Linked DNA regions of Sus scrofa: region 2 is linked to region 1. The links are chromatin contacts, called in public HiChIP or PLAC-seq maps. All regions are on one chromosome and are shown on one strand. The core of a region is the stretch at or near the end of the contact, and the rest is flanking DNA. Distances in the headings are between cores, read along the strand shown. Region 1 has its middle 150 kb from the start of MEOX2. Region 2 overlaps LOC106504972 (a long non-coding RNA gene).

Region 1 (3,412 bases), core at 824-3,323:
TTGTGTATAAACCATATAGCCAATATAAAATGGTTAACCAGGTGGTAGACATCCCCATAATGACTTTCACAGCACACATATGGCTAAAGTTCATGAATATCTTGCCCTAGTCCAGATATATGGATGCTCCCATTAATTTAGAGATTTTCACAATAACCATTTCTCTTGAATGGGCATTAAAAACAGTGAACACATGAAAGTAAACTCTGCTGTGAGTACTTATAAGTTATATAAAATAAAAAGTGCTGGAAAAATGTAGACATGAGGGAGATAAGATTGTTTGCTGAGACTTATACTTAGAACTGTACATCAACCAATATACTGACATTTTCCATGAAGAGACAAAATGGATCTCAGGACCTCCTATCTGGACGGTAACATTATTCAATACATTAAATTGTTTAAAAAAGGAAAATCTGCTTTAAAGGAGAAAATGTGCTGATCACACAGATTTGGACCATTCTTATCCTGGACAACATGTCCTCACGGTCAATTCATTAGCTAGTTGGATTTCTAAGTGGTTTACCTACAGGTAAGAAACACTGGTTTTATGAATCAGGGCATCCTTTTTTTTTTTTACAATAATTATTTGTTATCATACAATGGTGAATTAGTAATAGGTTTTTATGGTATTACATGGTAGTCTCATGATTCTGATGGTGGTATTGGTCTTTTTGATTCTAGTATTAAAAGGAAAGTAAGTTCTGAGATGTTTAACTCAAAGCTTAATCCTAGACATTGAAATCAAGATGACTAGACACAAGAAAGGAATGAATGCAACCTTAGAAAGTGCCTCTCCCACCCCCATCAAGGGCACGCTAACCCCATAAGCACTAACTCTATGCACCTGGAAGCAATCTACTTTCTAAAGTTTTAAGTATTTCTACACATCTGATTTTGCAATTTTTAAATAAGTTTTGTTATAGTATTTTGTCAAGATGTTCTTTTTTTTTTTTTTTTTCAAATACTGATTTGGATTTTTTGTTCTCATCTGAACAATGGGTAATTCTCAGAAAAAAGGAACTATTACATTTGATTCTCTGCGTTTTCAAAGTTTGATGCAATACCTTTATAAATTAGCCTATACCATTGTAACACTGTAATTTAGGGCGAAAAGTAAAATTAGACTAGATGGAAATATTTACTAATGCTTATTTTAGGTATGAAAATATAGAAAAACTATGCTGAAACATATTCGCCGTTCTTTTGGTAAAACAGTAGTAGATATTCATTATGATTTATTTTCCCTTGAAGCGCGTTTTGTCATTAAGTTATTCTGGTGTATACGAAGAGAGTACATTCATATTTGCACATTTTTTCTTCAATAACACTATGGTCACATTGTTCATCCTAATATTTATCTCTGCACTGGAATGCTTACTGAAGATTTTCTTTCTTATTTTTAAGTTTCATATTCTACAGTAGAATTTGTTTGCTTCCCTAGACTGATGCCAGGAATCTAAATATAATAGTAAAGCTTTATTGAAAAATGGAAAAAAGGAAAATTTGAAAATTGGACTCCTATGCCTTTCTTTTTCTCTGAGAAAATGTTTTTGTACCTATGTGCTTTGGGGATTTGACATTAGTCATTTGGCTGACCCTAGGAAAGGATGTGAACTGAATCTTCTTAAATAATATCATTTTAATTGCTAAATTTATTGTATTCTTTGCATAAAAGTGATTATAAAAAATCCTTCTATTCTGATTATTTTTGTCTCTATAAGGAAGCATACATATTTTTTACTTTATCAATTCCTGTACCTATTTGTTAACATTTCCTTAAAAGTGTTTTCTCCAGATGTTGAAAGTAAAAAAGCCCTTGTTATTTTTTCCATTGTCACTCTTTACTACTTTCCATAGGCAGCATATTGTGCATGCCAAGGACTGGAGGAAATAACAGATGTGTGAGCCCCAAATTATAGGCACAAAAATAACTTTTATAAAATACATTTTAAATGACACTACTTTCCAAAAAAACAGCTCTAATTGACTCAAGCCTAGAAAGCAGTAACTTTAGGAAACATCAGACACACGTCCACTGATCCCAGAAAGTGTTCCATAGTGTGACATTAGCTGGGATGATGACATTCCCAGCTTGCTGCCAGCACATTCTAGGAGGTATTTTGGTACTGGTCAAGCCAATCTCCTCAAAAGTATTGATCTGACATTGCTGAGATGCTACTTCACTTACAAAAGCAACTCCAAATAAAGCCAGCTCCATTGCTCACCAGCAACAGATTAAAAAAAAAAAAAAAAGAAAAGAGAGGCAAGAGAATTTGAGAAATAAGAGGGGAAACTCCTCCAGTTTTTTCTTTGAATGCAGACAGAATCCTCACCCTGGGCTTCTGACTGGAGCAGCCGGGGTTCCTGCTGTTCTCAGAATGTTACAGATGGCTGCCTGGGCAGGAAGCCCTCCCCCTTCCGCAATGGTGCTCTGGGGAATGCAGGGGGCCTGGAACCAGCCCTCTCCTTCCCTTCCAAACTTCTTCTCCAAACCCCTACTGAGTAAAAAGAGAGAGAGAAAGAGAGAGAGAGAAAGAGAGAGAGAGAGAGAGGAGCAGAAGAGAGAGAAGAGGGGAAAAAAAAAAACATGTTCCTGGAAACATTTCTGCCAGTTTGATTTTTAGTGGAATACTGAATTAACCTCTTCACTCCTGACTAGAATAGAGATTTATAACTTTGCAGGCATCTCTTTAATGTCCTGAATCAATTCCATCAGCTCATTGAAGTACTATACCATTTGGGTTGAATTATAATGGCACTTTGGAGTTATGCAACAATTTTAAGTAAGCAATAGCAGTTCTGAATTCTAAAATAATTAAAAGATTTTAGCACATCACATATTGTATTAATGGTGTTCTCTAATTCTATTTCTTAAAATCACATTTTGAAAGTTTTGCTTTTCCTATAGTTTTTCCTTTGATGCAGTTGCTTTTTTTTAAAGTATACATTTTAAAACCACCTTGCCTTTGTTTTGGACCTATTTAACAAGGAACTAATTTCATAATCAGATTCTTTCATATATAGTTTTTAGGCAAATTTATTATTATAATCTGCCATAATCTTCCATTATCGTAATCTTCCATTATGTATCATATAAAATATGTGTATGCTGAAGCAAGGTGTTTCTTACAGATAACCCTTTTTTTTTTTTTTTTTTGGTCTTTTTGTCTTTTCTAAAGGCTGCACCGGCAGCATATGGAGTTTCCCAGGCTAGGGGTCTAATCGGAGCCGTAGCCGCCCAGTCTACGCCAGAGCCACAGCAACACAGGGTCCCGGCTCCGTCTGTGACCTACACCACAGCTCACGGCAACGCCGGATCCTTAACCCACTGAGCGAGACCAGGGATGAACCCGCAACCTCATGGTTCCTAGTCGGATTCGTTAACCAGTGAGCCACGACGGGAACTCCA
Region 2 (3,591 bases), core at 98-2,597, 240 kb before region 1:
TTTAAATCAGTTTGATCAAATATGAGATTGAATGTTAATATTTTTGTTGTTAATTAATGGCATGCATTTAGTGGTTAGGTAAAAATATTATGGGTACGCACTTTGGTTCTCTGCAGTAATGACTAGTAACAAACTAGATGTACAAAAAAATCACATGAATATTTTATGAAAACACTGGATTGAATGATTAAAACTAATAAATAGAATGAGTCACATTTTTATAAATCAATAACCTTTATGAATTATTAGGTTATAAATCAATGCACTTTACATTAAAATATACACAAAACATTCTTATACAAGAATTCCTAGGAATGTAAGGCTATCAAATAATATTGCATGGTTCTAGAAGGAAAAGTGAAATGGGATTGGGAAATAGATATAAAAAACAATCATCAGACTATAAAACACAATAAGTATTTAGATTCATGATTTTTCGGATACTGAAGGCTCGTTTTGTAGAAATGAGTGGTTTCTTTCCCATGAACATTTCCTAAATTGACTTGTTCTTTGAATGTTGTTTTTCTTTCAAGTGGACAGTTGCTAGAATGGGCAGAAAAGGTGCAATAGTAATATTCCTCGAATGGGAATTAGGATCCCTGTGGCTGGGAATGGTGGTATATTTTGGAAGTAACTATAATTCGGAGTCATTTTTTAAGGTGGTTAAATTGCTGGAAATTCAGTGAGAGATATATGATTGTACCAAAGCCTTCTTATAACATGACCCTTAAGTAAGGACACCAAAACAGCCTCGGTATAAACTAGGTGTTTGAACTCTGCCTCTGAAGAGATGTTCTAAGTGCTGGAAGGTGGGCCTGGGAGCAGGTAGAACTGTCCCAGAGGCCAAGTCCAGAGCCAAAGAGAAGTAAAGACTACATCCTGAGTGAATTATAAAAACAAAAGGCTAACACTTATATAGCACTTCCTGTGCACCACAGGGGGCGAGGGGTGGGGAGTTGTCTCTAAGCACTGTACATATAATAGCCACTGAATCTTCACAACGAATCTGGAAGAGAAGGTAAAATGATGGGCACAGCCTGTTCAGTGTGGTAGGTTTCAGGAAGCTTGCAGAAGCAGTGGCAAGATGAAATCCAAGGGTGTAGGGACAGCCTGGCAAGATGGGGAACAGGAAGGTCAGGAAGAGGGGGTGGGAGGGATCCCCAGAAGTGGAGGCTGGAGGGTTCTGTGTGTTCTGTGCCCTGGCCTTGCTGGGTGGAGCCAGGAGCTCTGAAGGCTCCCCAGGCCATTTGTATAACATGAAGATTTCCATCCTTTTTATCCCTTGAGCCACAGAGCAGATTTAAAAAAATAAAAAATAAAAAAATAAATAAATAAGAGCAGCAGTGTGGAGGCAGCCAAATCAGGACTCTGGAAACGTGATAGTCTTTGTTTTGGTGAGGTTGGCAGCCTTCTCTGAGTCTCCTTTCTGGATGATTAAAAATCCCAAACATCATGAGCCGGATGTTTGAATGTTTTTAAACCTTGTAATTTTGTAAATTGTCTGTTCCTGGCTCCCTTCCCCACATTTCTGCCCTAGCTCATATCATGATGATGCTTTTGCCTTTAGTTTCTTAGTTTCTGTTAACTTTCAAATGAAGCAAGTGTGATAGGAGTTTGTTTTCTCAGCAAGGTGATGGCAAAGGGATATTTATAGCACTGAGGAATTTTTATCTTCTCTCAGACATCTAAGATGAGTAGTATATTTTAAACCCTACTCTCCAGGATATCTCTCTTCTGCTGAGATAATAAAATTGATCAGATGTTTTGAGGTTAAATAAACTGTTGTAATAATCTGGCAGCTGCCTGCCGGTTGTGGTTTTCAAAAGCAATTACTCACTTTGGAGTCAACTTTGAACTCTACATTTTAATTGAAAAGGCTAATTGTAGGCTATTGCTCCTGATTTAGCATTTGATTTGGGAGATTAGGAAGTAAAAGGACATAGGGAAGGGAGGGGAGAGGAGAAGAAGAGAAAGTAAGCAGAAGTGTTGCAGAGCTCAAATTCCTGTTTATATATGAGTGTTTTCACACACAGCACATTGTACGCTAACTGGAGAAATAGCAGTTGGACTAAAACGTATCTGAGGCAGCCGTCTGAGGCTAGTCTGCAAAATCCTTATTTTGGGTTTATTTGCTTCTCTCTCTCTCTTTCTATCTCCCCTTCTCCCCTCCCTCTCTTTCCCTTTCACTCCTCCTCTCCCTCTCTTTCATTAATTTCTTAATTCAGATGTGAAATTTCAGAAAGTATTTTTAAGAGTCATATCAGATTTCACGTCTGATCAGGAGTTTACTTAAATTCTTGGAGATGCTAATAGGTAGAGACTGCCATTTGTCTTTACTAAAACATAGCTTAGTGATTTTAATTAAATGCAGCAAGAGAGAGATTATTGATGAGTCCTCACAAGAACAAATCAATTCCCTATGGGAATCATTATGAATCTAAATGATTATAAGAAAGACATCAAACATCCAAGATGAAATACAGCTACACCCAAATTTACATACAGGACAATTAGTAGCATTATTCAAATGGCCAGAGAGTTGCTGTTAGAACTGAGATGAAAAGTGTGAGAATTTGTATTTCTTCGGTCTTTCCCCATTTAAAACCCAATGTAGTACTTTTACATTACTTAACACAAATGATACTGAGACTTTTATAGAAATACATTCTGTAAATAAAACCCCACATATATGTGGATGTGTCCAAACTCCTTTGGACTTTATGCTTTTAGGTCAAATGTAAAACTGTGCTGGGAATTTCCTGTGAAACATAATGTTGAGAAACTAAATTAAAGCTGAAATGAAAGGCATGAGTATATGAATTCTTTAATTTTACAGAGTGTCTGAAAATGCTAGTTGCATATCACTTGAAAATCCACTTTATTTTTAGACTTTTGTGGAATGCATATTTGGCTCATCACAGTTATGTTGATATTTTCATTGACCTTATAAATATAACTTAATCTCTATGCATCAGCTTTCTGATCTGTAAAAATAAGATAAATATTCTTCCCACACACTTTGTGCTCAGAACTCCTCTGTTGAAACAATAAACAGGGTTGTAAGATATGAATGTGAGTACTGCTTCAGAATCCAATGTCTTTATCAACAACAAAGAAGGTCTGACATTTATTTGGTGTTTCAGTATCAAATTTGAAGATATTACAGTTAATGAAAAAAAGAAACATCTGTGTTGATATTATGAGGATTATTCTGAAATACGGATATCGTTGGAAATGTCAGCTGTCTGCTACATGATTTCCGAGAGCCATTGTTTGTGATGCCAATATTCATGTTTGTCCTCAAGTAAAAATGAATCAAGGAAAGGAAAAGACCTTATAGATAGGAAGACTTCAATTAAACACTTAGTTTTTTTCAAAATAGTTTAAAAATCAAATCTGTGTATTTTTACTCAGAGGTCTCTACTTTCGGCAAAGTATTTTGGTTTAGAAAGTAGGGGAAAATGACTTCTGTGGTACAATTAAAGAACATTGTTTTTTCTTATGAAAGAAAAGATTAAGGAAAAAAGTTAAAACTTTTTAGATAATGTTTATCAGAGGCAGAATTTAGAGACAGTGGATTAATACTTTAGT

What was found. HiChIP or PLAC-seq counts read pairs in DNA pulled down with a chosen protein or histone mark.
Region 2: a contact with region 1 is called in an H3K27ac HiChIP or PLAC-seq map of skeletal muscle, with 8 times the contacts expected there. The contact joins two enhancer-like sites. A contact is called at or near these places in 3 of 47 Hi-C or Micro-C datasets (heart right ventricle and skeletal muscle) and 1 of 2 datasets of contacts at active chromatin or transcription factors (skeletal muscle).

The regions. Positions count from the first base shown.
Region 1 is chr9:85,162,417-85,165,828 of Sscrofa11.1, reverse strand. No RefSeq gene overlaps it. Among named protein-coding and RNA genes, the nearest start is that of MEOX2, 150 kb to the right of the region's middle. Within about 2 kb of position 2,073, at least 13 of the 83 cell types and tissues checked have an H3K27ac peak or open chromatin away from gene starts, as enhancers often do. A contact at or near this core is called in skeletal muscle, where this site is marked.
Region 2 is chr9:85,399,522-85,403,112 of Sscrofa11.1, reverse strand. LOC106504972 (a long non-coding RNA gene) reads right to left here. Exons shown (of 3, transcript XR_001298981.2): 1 at 1-3,591. Among named protein-coding and RNA genes, the nearest start is that of ISPD, 310 kb to the left of the region's middle. Within about 2 kb of position 1,347, at least 12 of the 83 cell types and tissues checked have an H3K27ac peak or open chromatin away from gene starts, as enhancers often do. A contact at or near this core is called in skeletal muscle, where this site is marked.